Regions from separate parts of the Hordeum vulgare genome. Here region 1 is linked to region 2. Evidence: chromatin contacts called from public Hi-C data. All regions are on one chromosome and are shown on one strand. The core of a region is the stretch at or near the end of the contact, and the rest is flanking DNA. Distances in the headings are between cores, read along the strand shown. Region 1 holds the start of LOC123444123 (splicing factor SF3a60 homolog). Region 2 has its middle 91 kb from the start of LOC123440104.

The links. A called contact is a pair of places that touch in the nucleus more often than the background predicts.
Region 1: a contact with region 2 is called in a Hi-C map of seedling, with 2.2 times the contacts expected there. The contact joins the promoter of LOC123444123 here to the enhancer-like site in region 2. A contact is called at or near these places in 2 of 6 Hi-C or Micro-C datasets (leaf and seedling).

What each region holds. Positions count from the first base shown.
Region 1 is chr3H:435,389,368-435,396,366 of MorexV3_pseudomolecules_assembly, forward strand. LOC123444123 (splicing factor SF3a60 homolog) reads left to right here and starts at 4,293. Exons shown (of 12, transcript XM_045120741.1): 1 at 4,293-4,673; 2 at 5,196-5,306; 3 at 5,794-5,898; 4 at 6,659-6,801. The coding sequence starts at 4,500.
Region 2 is chr3H:434,969,399-434,975,724 of MorexV3_pseudomolecules_assembly, forward strand. No RefSeq gene overlaps it. Among protein-coding and RNA genes, the nearest start is that of LOC123440104, 91 kb to the right of the region's middle. Within about 2 kb of position 3,548, at least 3 of the 3 cell types and tissues checked have open chromatin away from gene starts, as enhancers often do. A contact at or near this core is called in leaf and seedling, where this site is marked.

The DNA.
Region 1 (6,999 bases), core at 3,043-5,542, 420 kb after region 2:
CAACAGGGTTAAGCAAGCAGTAACATAGCCAATCAGTGGTTTGCTAGGTCGAACAGGTTGAAGGTTATCATGGCATTGTTGAGAAGCTGATATTTAACATGTGGTAGGCAACGAAACATAAGCGGTAGAAGCGATAGAACTAGCATGGCAATGCTAGTAATGGTATCTGGGGAAATGGTCATCTTGCCTGAGATCCCGCTTGGAAGAAGAACAACTGCGTGAAGTCGGCGAACCAACGTAGTCGAACGGGTCCTCACATTCCGACACGCTTGCGGAACTCTATCAAGATGGGGCAAACCGAAAACAAGCATCAACACAGATATTCACCACGGCAAATGCAAGACATGATGCACACCCTAATATGATGCATGATCAGATCAAAATGCAAGGGATGGCATGGCAATTCACCTCAAGCAAACACTACACATTAAGTGAAGCTCGATATGCAACGAGTTACATATCGACGAAACTCTGCGTTTAATTATTTAGTTCACTCTCGGTTATTCACACGACAATATTAAATTATTGTTAACATGGCAAGGGGTGAAGCGGTGATTCTACCAGTCATCCTAGTCGGTTAACACGCGGAGCATAGATCGGAGCTACGTCACAAGAAACATGCAACACAAGTTAATTATGCCATGAATGCGTCATGCATGCAAGTTACAACATGGGCAAGAAGAGAAAGACGTATGTGTCTCCACGGCGAGCGAAAGGGATCCACGGCGGCAAGTCGGAAACGAAGCCACGTCAACGTTCCTATCCCGATAACTCGTCGAGATATCGTGCCAATGTATAGGAAGTGTGTGCGGGAACACTAAATAAAGATGGGGTGATCCCGCTACCGGGTTCCCATGTGTCGAGGGCGCGACGAAAGAGAGACAACGTGCAACGGGCAAACATACGACGCACACATACAGTTAATATCATACATCATTTGCATACGATTCACGACACGTCCAATCGGTATACCTTCGAATCGTGCATATCGGAGCGGATCGGATTGGTGAAGGAGAACAACGATCGTCGTGGTCGTCGTGGAAGTAGTTGTCGTCGTGGTACTCCGGTCTCGTGGACGGTAGTCGTTCGCTTGGCGTTGTGGTTCACGGGACTTCGGCGTCGGTGGTCGAACACGTTTCCGGGGGTCGTCGAGGACGTAGTTGTACACACGATCTTGTCGGTTCCATGAAGGAGGGGATGGCGCACGCGGCGACGGCAAGCGGTAGCACAAGCAAGCAATACCTACTAGCGTGCAAGCTTAGCAGAAACAACAACCAACAGCTACAGCAACTAGCACGCTGCAAGCTTCCTAGCAGTAACTAGCACTAGCATGCATCGGCAGCTACTAGCTAGCAACAAGCACTAACAACATTAGCAAGCAGCAACATACAGCAAAACGGCGGCCTAGCAAGCAGCATCATCTACAGCGTCAAGCACAACAAGCATGCCAAGCATCCATAAGTAGCAGGCTTCAGCAAGGCAACTAGCAAGCCATGGCATGCAGCAGCAAGACACGCAACAGCAATCAGCCACGACAGCGGCTAACAACGACAACAGGTGGCAGCAGCTAAGCAACAACTAGCAGAGCAACTAACTACAGCAACAGCAGCAAAACGCATCGGCAACAGCCAACAACATCATGCGGCAACAGGCTCGGCACCAGCGGCAGGGAACATCAGCTCGGCAGGAGGAGCTCACAAAGAGGAGGAGGACGGGGCCCTCGAGGGCTTGGCAGCAGGGGAGCGGCGGCGGGCGACGCACCGGGTCGAGGCGAGGCGAGCTGGCGCCATGGCGAGGTCGGGCACGCGGCGAGGAGAGCCTCGTCTCCGTTGACATCCGGCAGGGGAGCTCCCTATAGCCGGCGGCGGCAGGCCATGGTGGCGGACGCGCGGAGGAGGGGCTCCGGCAGGGGTCGCGCGAGGGAGAACGGCGAGGAGCAGGTGAGGCCGAGGTCGGGCCATGGCATGGCGGTGTCGGCGAGTGACGGCGGGGCACGGGCGATGGGAGAGCAGAGAGGGTCGGCGCGGCACATGCGCGAGGGAAAGGAGTGGCGGCGCACGGGAGGAAGAACGAGAGACGAGGGACGGGGGGGCTCGGGCTCGTGGCGCTAGGTTAGACCGGGGATGCTTGGGCCTTGGGCCTTGGCCGACTGGCTCCTCTCCCTCTCTCTTGTTTGCTTTTTTTCCTCTTTAAAACAGAAAAACACACACCAAACTAAAATGTTTTAACAAATAAAAAATATATTCTTTCGCTCCTTTAAAACCCTACCCCAAATATAAGAAATAGTTGGGCATTTTTTAAACGAATAAAAAATAAAACATTTTTTAAAGAATAAAATAAAACCCTTTTTACAAGAGAATAAAATAAACCCCTTTTACCAGTAAAATGAGACTCTAGTTTTGAAATAAAACAAAAGGAAAAAAATAAAGGAAACCCACGGGGTTGCCTCCATATTTAATAAAAGTTTTTTTTAAAGACTAACCTTATTTTTAAATAGGGGTTAAAACGGAAACTTTAGCAAAACCACAAAAATGAAACAAGAGGGGAGAGAAGGGGAGTTACTAACGCACTTGAAGCACACACACTCAAAACACCACACACATCAGATGATGCAAGATGCCATGCATGATGCGACGATGCAAACTAAATGATGATGCAACAAATAAAAATAATCACACGACGGAAACGGAAATAAAGGGGGAATCTTCTGGGGCGTCGGCATCAGGCTGTCACACTTGTGCAACCAAGACAATAGAATAATGTTGGACTCAGTATATTTATGTTATTGTATCCTAAAATTCGCATCACATCAAGTTGTATCTTATAATTCGCTGCAAGTTGTATGTTAATTTCAGCAAGTTGTATCTTAATTTGAACATGTTAATTTTTTTCGCCTCGCTTTTCCGTCATTCTTTTCACAGTAAGGTGACAAGATTACATACCATACGCTCGCAACCTTTTAACCAGTGCACCCACTAATCGCCCCGCTCTATAGCTTCAAATAAAAGTATATATTTAAACTGGACCGCGTTCATAATGCATGAACATCGATGATGTGTGTTTAAATATTAAACAGTAAACATCCGCCGACCATTCTGTCAACTGGCTAACACACCATGTTTTAGGGGAAGCCACTTGTATCTTAATGTACTAAATTCACTCAGATCAGCCCCCATCTCATTTGTTTGAAGAGTATTAGGACCGTAGTGAAAACCTAACTTCACTGCATCAAACATCTCTGTTGACCTAAAAAATATTCAACATGGACAAATTTTAACAGAAGGACAAACCTAAATTATTTTCGGATCAACTAAAAATTCGCAGACCTAAATATATTTCCCAAAGCTACAGGAGCACCTAAAAATATTCAAACACCTTAATTCACAGATCTAAATATATCCAAATCTATGGAAGCACCTAAAAATATTTAAACACAATAATTCACAAACCTAAATATATTACACAAAGCTACGGGAACGGACGTTGAATCTCATCCTTGAAGTGTGCGAAGAAACAACGAACGACAATACTGAGAGAAGAACGACGAACGCAGCAGCCTCGACCACCTCCACCTCCACCACCACCTCCACCTCAACCTCCACCTCAACCACCTCCACCTCAACCACCTCCAGTACCACCACCAAAATGGTCAACACCATCACCACGAACTACCCCATCGCGAGATTGACGGTTCCTTTGACTCTCCTAACCATCTAGAATTCAACTACGATGGAAAATGAGGAAGAAATCAACTCACATTTTGTGTGTAAATCATAGTGTTTCCGGGTAGAGAGAGAAGCAAAGAGGAGGAGAGAAAACAAAGGAATGAAGGAGGAAGAAGGGGGGAGCGGGGCGACAGAGGCCTACCCGCCTCCTGTCGTCTTGGTGAGGCCGATTGGCCTTGTCGGCCACTAGTAGGCCGACTGCCTAGCCACCAGGCTGAATGGCCGGTCGTGAAATGGCCGAGCCAATCATCGGCTCCCATGTGGCTGATTAGCCACTAATCGGCTACGCCGTGGCTGACTAGATCCTTTTGTCCAGAGCAACGGCCAAGGCCGTATATTTTTGCAATTTTTTGAAATTGCATATCATTTGTGTAATTAAATAAAAATGCATTATTTTAAAAAATTAGCGATAATGTGGACCAATGAACGGGTGAACTCGTTTTTTTTAGAGAAACGCAGGAAACACAGGGAGTTAGCTGATGGGCCGGCCCAGCACGCGGGCAGCACGACAGCCAAAAAAAAACCGAGCGAGGGGTCGTCCCCTCTCGCTACCAGCGAGAAATAGACGAACCCGAGATTTCCTCTCCGGTCGTCCTCCCGACAAGTCCGTCCCGGGCCGCGAAATCTCAAAACCCTAGCCACGACGCGCTCCCCTCCCGACCTCCCTCGCCGTTCCCAGACTCTGCCGCGCAGCGTGACCCCCCGGGCTCTGTTGGTACCACACGGGGTACCAGCAGAGGAGAGGACTAGGGTGCCCTAGCTGAAGCGGCCGCCATGGCGTCGTCTGTGCTGGAGGCCACGCGGGCGGCGCACGAGGACCTCGAGCGGTTGGAGCGCCTGGCGGTGCGCGAGCTTCAGCGCGAACCCGCCAACGCGCGCGACCGCCTCTTCCAGTCCCACCGCGTCCGTCACATGCTCGATCTCGTCGTCTCCACTTCCGACAAGCTGGTACGCCTCTCCTCCTCCTCCGCCTGTCTCTCTAGGGTTTCGCGCCTGATGTAGTGTCTGTAGCTTTCGTGTAGTGCTTGTCTGCCGTGGCCAGAGCTTGGCCGCGTTGCATCTATGCTTTCTGTCGGTTAGGATTGGTTTTGTTCCATGTCACTTGCGATATCTTGAATTGAGGTGCCTAGGGTTGCCTGTGTGTTAGCTCCACCTGTTATGGTTTGGCGTTGGTCGACCCGTGCTAATTCTGGGGAATCCCGAACTCGAGCTAGATAAATTGATTTTTCGGCTTTATATTTTTTATACTCCCTCCGTTCACTATTATAAGTCGTTTCAGACAACTGAAATTGAGCTATTTTGCACGCTGTCTGTAGTATAGGATATATATATATGGGCAAGCGTAGATAAAATCACTGGATTATCTTTTGACTTTTATTTTCGTGCTGTTATTTCCCCGTTTTTGTTGTTCTAGGAATCGTCTGTTTTTCTTTCTAAGGAGATTTTGGCTAATACGACTTTCTTAATCAGGTGGAAATCTATGAAGACAAGGACGGTGCTAGGAAGGATGAGATGTCCACCCATCTTACCGCGCCGGTGCAAATTGACATCTTCCCCAAGTACTATGAAAGGCTGAAAGAGGTAAATAATCAACTTTAGCCCGTCTGACTCTGACCAAGAATCACTTGAGCACTCCATGGAACCAGACAGTTGAAATTGGCAAAAAGCTAGACAGACGGTGGATGCTGCAGTTCATGCACTGACAAAAACATTCCATACTATTGTTGTTTAGTTGGTAGTTCTTTCTAATAATTTGATCCTGGACTATCCCACCAAAATTTGGATGGTAGGAAACCAAATTATTCAGTGACTTTCTAGATTTTCTTAACGACATAAAAAAGCCAAATAATAAGATTAGAGCATGTTTTATAGCATCCTACTTGGAAATTACACTACTTACGTACTGGTTAATTTTCTGGTTATGTTATCCTGCACATCATCTCAACCATGACCCTCTGGTCGACACACGTGATGCAGATCAGAACTGGGTGTTATTGGAAAACTTGAGCTTATACTATTTCTTGAGTGGTGATTATTCTTTCATTTACAGTTTGTTGCATGCCTGCAGATTCGTGATTACCATAGAAGGAATCAATCTGCCCGCTTCGTCAGTGAAAGTGATGATTATGAGGAGCTACTAAAGGAGGAACCGACTATTGAATTCACTGGCGAGGTACTGTCCCGTATAATTTTCACTTAAGTAACCCTGCTTGAGATGATTTGTGCAATTGTTTAATCCTAAGCCATGTTGTGGTTTATCTGATTTTCTTTACCTGCGTACAGTTTTCTTGAGTTCTTTACTTGCATACAGTTATCTTGACTATCTACAGATATGCTAGTTTTTTGTAGTATATACATAGCTATGTTTATATATTCCTTTTTTGAGAAGTGAAATTCATGGCAACCTCATCTAGACGCCTTTATCTAAATTGTCTAGTACTGCTTTGCGCTGCCATACTTCGCTGATTACAATAACTGCCAAAATTGGTGTAAATCATCAATAAAGTCTGTCTGCTAGGAACTACTTAGCTGATTATATTAAGTGCCAAAGTTAAGGTAAATCATCAATAAAGTATGCCTGCTAAGAACATTGTAGTGTCCAGTAGCACCCTTGTTTTCCTTTTTACTGCAGCAGTCTTGAACTCGAGGATATCTCTATTGTGATACGTGTATTTTAATTTCTGCAGGGTTATTTGATTCCTCTTGTAGGATCACGGTGCTATGCATGGTAAGATTTAGGTTAATGACAAGATACTAGATGGAGCATGATAACTTGAGAACCAATCACTGCTCATTTATTGTTAGTATGTGCATTATCGTGTAGTTCTAATCCACATTGAATGTTCATCCCATTGGCGCTGTTTATGTTTATATGCTGTTCTGATCGCAGTCACTTTTAAGTTTGCTAATGTTCTTGCTTTGTGTTTTGATAGGAAGCATTTGGCCGGTACTTGGACTTACATGAGCTCTATAACGAGTTCATAAATTCAAAGTTTGGATCACTATTGGAATACTCAGCATACGTTGGCACTTTTGCTCAGACTGAAAAAATTGCACATAATCTGAAAGCTACCAGGTATGTTATCAGCATATTCTCTAAGACCGAGTACATATCTCCTGGCAAGAGCTTATCTAAAAATGCAATTCTACATCCATCTTAGATATATTTCCCTTAATTTCTTCTTGTGTTGGTTAGAACTAGGAAGGCCAATTCCTGACCAAATGGGACCCCAAAAGGCATACCTTCCCAGCCAATCCAGCTTGATTGGTATTC
Region 2 (6,326 bases), core at 2,298-4,797:
CATGCAAGTTCTCCTCCCTAAGCATGTGTGACGACACACGGAATGCATGCCTACATCACATTGAAGAACGGGAGCTAGCCAGATATCTCTCCGTGTTATAACTGCTGCATGATGAATGTCATCCAACGAATCGCCGACCCATTGCCTACGAGTTTGTCCCAGTGCTGCTGTTACTTGCTTTGCTCTGCTGCTGTTACTACTGTTGCTGCTACTGTTACTTGCTGTTGCGGTTACTTGTTTTGCTCTGCTGCTGTTACTACTGTTGCTGTTACTGTTACTTGCTGCTACTGTTACTTGCTTTGTCCTGCTGCTGCTGCCACTACTGTTGCTACTATTGTTACTTGATACTGTTGCTACTTGCTACTGCTGTCACTACTGTTGTTCCTTGCCACTACTGTTACTCGTTACACTGCTCCTACCTGCTACAATACTTTTCTGGCGCCATTGATACAACAGTTAGGAATAGTCTGCCGTCAACAGATCGTTTCTGGCACCGTTGTCATCATACTACTTTGCTGTTGATACTTTGCTTGCAGATACTAATCTTTCAGGTGTGGTTGAATCTCACACATTGAGCTGCTAGTACTTGAGAATATTCTTTCACTTCCCGTCGTGCGAACCAACAAATTTGGGTTGAATACTCTACCCTCGAAAACTGCCGCGATCCCACGCGCTGGTGGGCCATTGCAAGACAATTGCTAATTGTTGAGCAACTCGGACAAGCTCTTTTCTGGCTCCGTTGTCGTGGAGGCATCAAGTCAGGAATAGTTGCACGTCAGCAATCACCAACAGTGAGAGAGGGAGGCGGTGGCGGCATCACTCGTAGGTACGGACATGCTTGAGGAGATGTCTCCCCCACCGCGCCTGGCACCCCGCTCCACATCCATCTGAGCACCGAAGCGGATTATGTCGCGCGACACCGTTGGGAGAGAGGAGGATTCGATGACTGGCTGGGCCACGACTACCAAAATGTCGTCCACATGGACGGGCATTTTTCGGCAAGGAAGAACAAGAAAAAGGAGAGGTGCAAGCTCATGTTGGATGCGTAAAAGGAGAGGATGGAATGGGGCCGGACGAGGGCGGAGAAGAGGCTGGAAACTGTGAGGGAGAAGATCGAGTTGGAGACACAAGAGGCGGTGATCAAATGAGAACTTGAGAAGGCCAAGACATTTTGGAGAGATTGAGCTTGAGAAGGAGAGATTGAAACTTGCACGGGACGTCGAAGATGCGAACATCATGTTGGCGAGTGAAATCCTCTTGATGAGCATGCAAAGGAGTGGCTTGCGGATAAGAAGAAGAAGAAGATCAACGAGTGTAGGAAGCACGAGGCGGCAAGGGCGGGATCGGCAACGGATCATGTGGCCAGGATGCATGCAGAGAACACAGTCCGGATGCAGCGGAGCTGTGTGCCCAGGCGGAGCAGGACGAGCATGCGGCTTGGATGGTCGCGTTCGACGAGTGATCCGACAAGCGAGTCATCCATCACACCCGGACATTGATTTTGTTTGGCATGTCCGATTGTTGAACTCTGATTTGGTTTGCTTTGTTTCAAACTGTTGAATTCGGATAATTTATATCAGATGATTGATGTGCATGGATTTAAGAATCGAAATTTGAGGTATGCGGATATGCGGCACAACATATAAGGGGTCGGCGGACGCTGTCCATGGAATTTCCCGGACGCGCCAGCGGGCGTATAGGAGGACGGATTTTTCAAGTCCGAGTGTAGATACTTTTATGAATCTCAAAAGCTTTTTTGGTGTATATGAAACTACACCACTTCCTCTGTCTTGGTTTATAAGACATACGCGTCGTTTTAGGTTAATAATTTAACTGGTTAAGTATGTATTATATTTGATAAAAATATATATTTAGAAAGTACATCCGCTTAAGAATCCAACGACATTTTTTTTATGACATATAACTTATATTTAGTTAGTTAAATCGATGACCTAGGACTACACGTGTGTTCTATATACCGAGAACGGAGGGAGTAAACAATTCTGATATGATCGTCTTTTTTTTCTTGAACATGCATCATTCTTTTTGTTATAAGAGTATGCGGCAACGCGGCATGTCAATGTATGTATCTTTATAGCTAAATGGCATTGTTTCTAACATGACGCCAAGGGATAGAGATCCTGAGAAACCAATGGCAGAGGGGTTTTGCACTCCTGGCACATCAATAAAGATTCGAAACTAGTACATCAACCATGATTACTACAGCTGTATCAACGGATTAGTATTTTATTTCTTGGCATAATTAAGCCTAGGACACAAAGTTGTGAACTACTAAGGCGATGAGCACTAGTATACTTGTAGTAGTAGTATATGGTAGGACAGAAACAATGTGCTAGCGCATACTATGACAAATTGACAATGGGTTAAACCAACCTAAGTAGTTTAAGCCCATCTAATGCATATATAGGGATGTACGCACACGATATTGTCACACGCTCGGTGGACGACTGAAAAGTTCTTAGCAAAACAACGTCAAAGCAGTAAAAAAAATAGGGGTATATTCCTTTGTACGCAAAGCCGTGTCTTGCATCAAACGCGGGAGGTTGCGGAAGACGGGAAGGGCGGAAGCAAATTGCTAGCACTTCTTTCTTTCCGATAGTTTTAGTTATTCAACGCTAATCCTTCCCCGGCATTCGTGAGAGAAAAATATTGAGTGCTAGCACATTTGGCTTTGATAAGCGCGGATTTCTTATTGTCTAAACGAGAGAAGATTGCACAATACGTGACCAAAAAGGTGTTAGAAAGGTTTCCCGATGGATTCGTGGACATGAAGGCCCGCCTACCTGTACCGAACAGCGTATCCCATGTGACAAAACATGGCGGGTGCGCCATCACAGCGGCCATTATGGCTGCATGTTTCTACAATTCTGACAAAACCGTCAACTGTTGTATTGGCCCTTGAGCAATGAGTAGAGCCAGAGGGCGTTCCCAGGGCTTGCTTTCTTGGACCCCATGTCACCATACCGGGGGTCCCATGCAGCAACACATGGCATGGCAGTATCCCTGGCTGCCAGGAAAAAAGTTTATGATGGGCTCCACGGTGGCCCGGGGTCCAGATGGCAAGAGTGAGTATTCTGGGAAAACGGCAAGCGTTGTACGATGCGTAGTTGACCACACTTTGCTTGCAAGGTGTGTGTAGGACGCTCGCAGTAGGGTCGGAGGATAGCCCGATGCGCACACACGTGACTCCCTCCCGCCTTGCCTGGCTCGGTGGCTCCATTTCCGTCTTGCTTTCCTCACCCGGCTTTGTCCCCAAACTACTCTTCCTTGGACCACACCATCGCTGCACACCTCACACGGATCAAGTGCTCGTGTAACGCGGAGTAGTACTACGAAGATATATACAGTACACGCTTTTCTTTTCGCAGTGAAATGAAATGCATATACACGTAGTTGCTCTTACATATACACACGCCAGGAAAATGTGACTGTTGCAACCAGCAACCAGCAACCAGCAAGCTGATGGCGAGCGCCACAGGAGGGGGTCGCTTGAAGGCGTGGAGCAGTGGGTGGACGACGATTGGACCGCAGGGGAAGTCCAATTGCGCCCCTCCATGTGCTGCTCTCCTGGGGGACCAACCATTTTGCGTCTGTGCAAGTTGTTGAAAAAGAAAGCCACTCGACCACAGATCGATGAGCTGATCTAGTAACTGCTTATATAAGCACATTTGATTATCACCATTCACCTTTGTCCTAGTAATGACCCTCTTTCGGAAAAATTACACCGATGAAGAGAAGCTCGGGCATGTGTAATTAAAAACATAAAAAAATACTACCTTCGTCCTAAAATACTTGTCACCGAAATGAAAGTATCTAGATATTTTTTTTTATACATTTGTGTGCAAGTAATTCCGAACGAAAAGAATATATTGTAGTGCGTGTTTTCAAAATTAATAGAATACCCTCATTATATACCAGTCATGTACCTCCTCCGTCCTATACCACAAAAGCGTTTTTATACCTAGTCTTATATTGGACAGACAAAGTAGTATATAAATAATTTAGACAAACCTACCGTTTGTATCACATATACATATGCATTAGACATATTTAAGTGCAAAACTATAATATATGAATTTGAAATAATTAAGTGAAGTTAATCATATTTTTCTTCAGCTTAAAAAATTAACCATCGTTTTCTATGTTAGCAAAATAGTGTTGGCGTCTAATCCAGAACCCAGATTCTTTGTGTGCGTGTGTGTTAAGGGTTGAGTACTATCTCGATGGAAATATCCTAAAGGCTGGACCAAAGAAGGGTTCCTCATATACCTGGCACGGTATTGTCTCGGGAATTCAAACCTTTAACAGGGTATGCATTTCAAGAGTTGGATCTGGAGCTGAAATTAATATTTAGAGCGACGCATGGATTTCATGTGGCCCGAGCAACAAAGTTATAACTCCTAAAGGGAACATCATCCTATCTAAGGTTTATGAGCTCGTTGACCCCAATTTGGTTCGTGGTAATTCGGGACGTTTTTTCACCTATTGATGCTTGATGTGTACTACAAATCCCTTTGAATGTGCATAGCATGGAGGATTTTATAGGATGGAATTACAGAAGACACGGAGCGTTTTTCATATGTTCTACGTATCAACGTGAGTGGGAACAACAACATGGGCAGCGAGGGTACATAATAGATGATCAAAGCGGGGTCAACTTGAATTCAATCTGGAAAGAAGTCTCGATGTTAAGAGTTCTAGGGAAGATAAAAAAAGCATGGAAAATGTTGGATGGAGTTTTACCATGTCATGGGTTCCTTTTGAGACTAGTCATAGTGGGGAGTAACTTAGACTAGTAACATGTAGGGGGAACATATGTCACCACCTCTATAGTGGGGAGTAACATATGTGTGGTGTCATGCAACATTTCATTTATTAGGTTATAGACTCATCTTGTGTTGGTATGTGTGATGTTACTCATAGTGTATGTGTAACTAGCTATGTTACTCAATTTGTTTCTCTTCTCATTAATTAGGTGTGACATCATCTTTTTTTCCTTAGGTGTCATCTATGTGAGGTTGGGGTTTGACATCTAGTTGTTCGTTTGTTAACTGCCTTTATTATAGCGGTTCCCATTGTGTCTTAAAGAGTCCTTGTAGCTTGCTATGACTCGGTGATGCTTCATATATTGTGTGTAGTCCCTTGTACATGATGGCTACTATAAGATCGAACCCGTGCGGACCTTCCCACAAAAATATCAAACGAAATCTTTGTCATTAATATGTTTCTCGCTTGTTTCCTAAGCCTCTTCCTTCATTTTGTTGGAGTATGGTAATTCGAGTTGCTTCAGTGTCAAGTGTTGATTTCATATCTTTCCTAAGCAATGTTCTCATATTTCTATGAGAGTATTAATTCTTTTGCTCAATCAAATTGTCATGTCAAATTATTTCCAACCGGTGTGCTTCTCTTCAAGTTAATTCAATCCTTGGAAGATCCATCCTCATATTTCTTTTCGGAGTTTGTCTCATCTGTCCCAAGTTTTCTTTGTTTTCCCCACACTCCCTCCCTTTTTCTTCAATAATTAAGTTCGCATCCAAGTGCCTTTCTTTTCATTGATGCTTCCACTATATTTTCTTCTGTATTGTATCTGGTGATTTATTGTGAAGATACTTAGGTGTTGAATTCATCATTCTTCGTTCTTGTTTTCTATATGGTTGATTCAATTCAAGTTTTGGTGTTCATCATATACTTTTCATCCTTTAAATGCTTTCTTGTGTTGGAAATTCTTATCCAAACCTCTCTTGTTTATTCATCCCTCTCAATTCTATCCGGAGTGCTAAAGACATCTTAGAAGATTCGTGTTTTCATTCAAGTCCTTTCAAATTATTTTGAGGGTCTCACCTCATCACGTTTTTAGTATTGTACAAGTGCAATCTCTCCTTCTAATCAATCAATTCAACGGTGGTTTCTTTTGAGTGAGCCCATAACCCACGGATTTTGCGAGGATCTTACCTTGTTCTTCTAATCTTTTTCGTAGACCTCAAGTTCTTTTCAAATATGATGTAAGAATGAATTCCATTAGTCATATTCCTTCTTTAAGGTTGCTTTAAAATCATTTTCATCATGGGCTCAACCTTTCTTTATTCATTATCATGGAGTGTATTAGTAATTCTTGGTAGCGTTTCTCGTCATCAATCTCAACTTGAAGACCGAAGAAGAGTTTCTCTTAAATCTTTCTCCGTTCTTTTGAAGATTTGTCTTCTCAGCTTGTAGTGATCCTCTTAAATTGTTTTTGATCATGAGTAATTCCTTCCATATATATTCGGAGAATTTCAGAGTTGTTTTCATTTTCGGTCCTCCAAAGG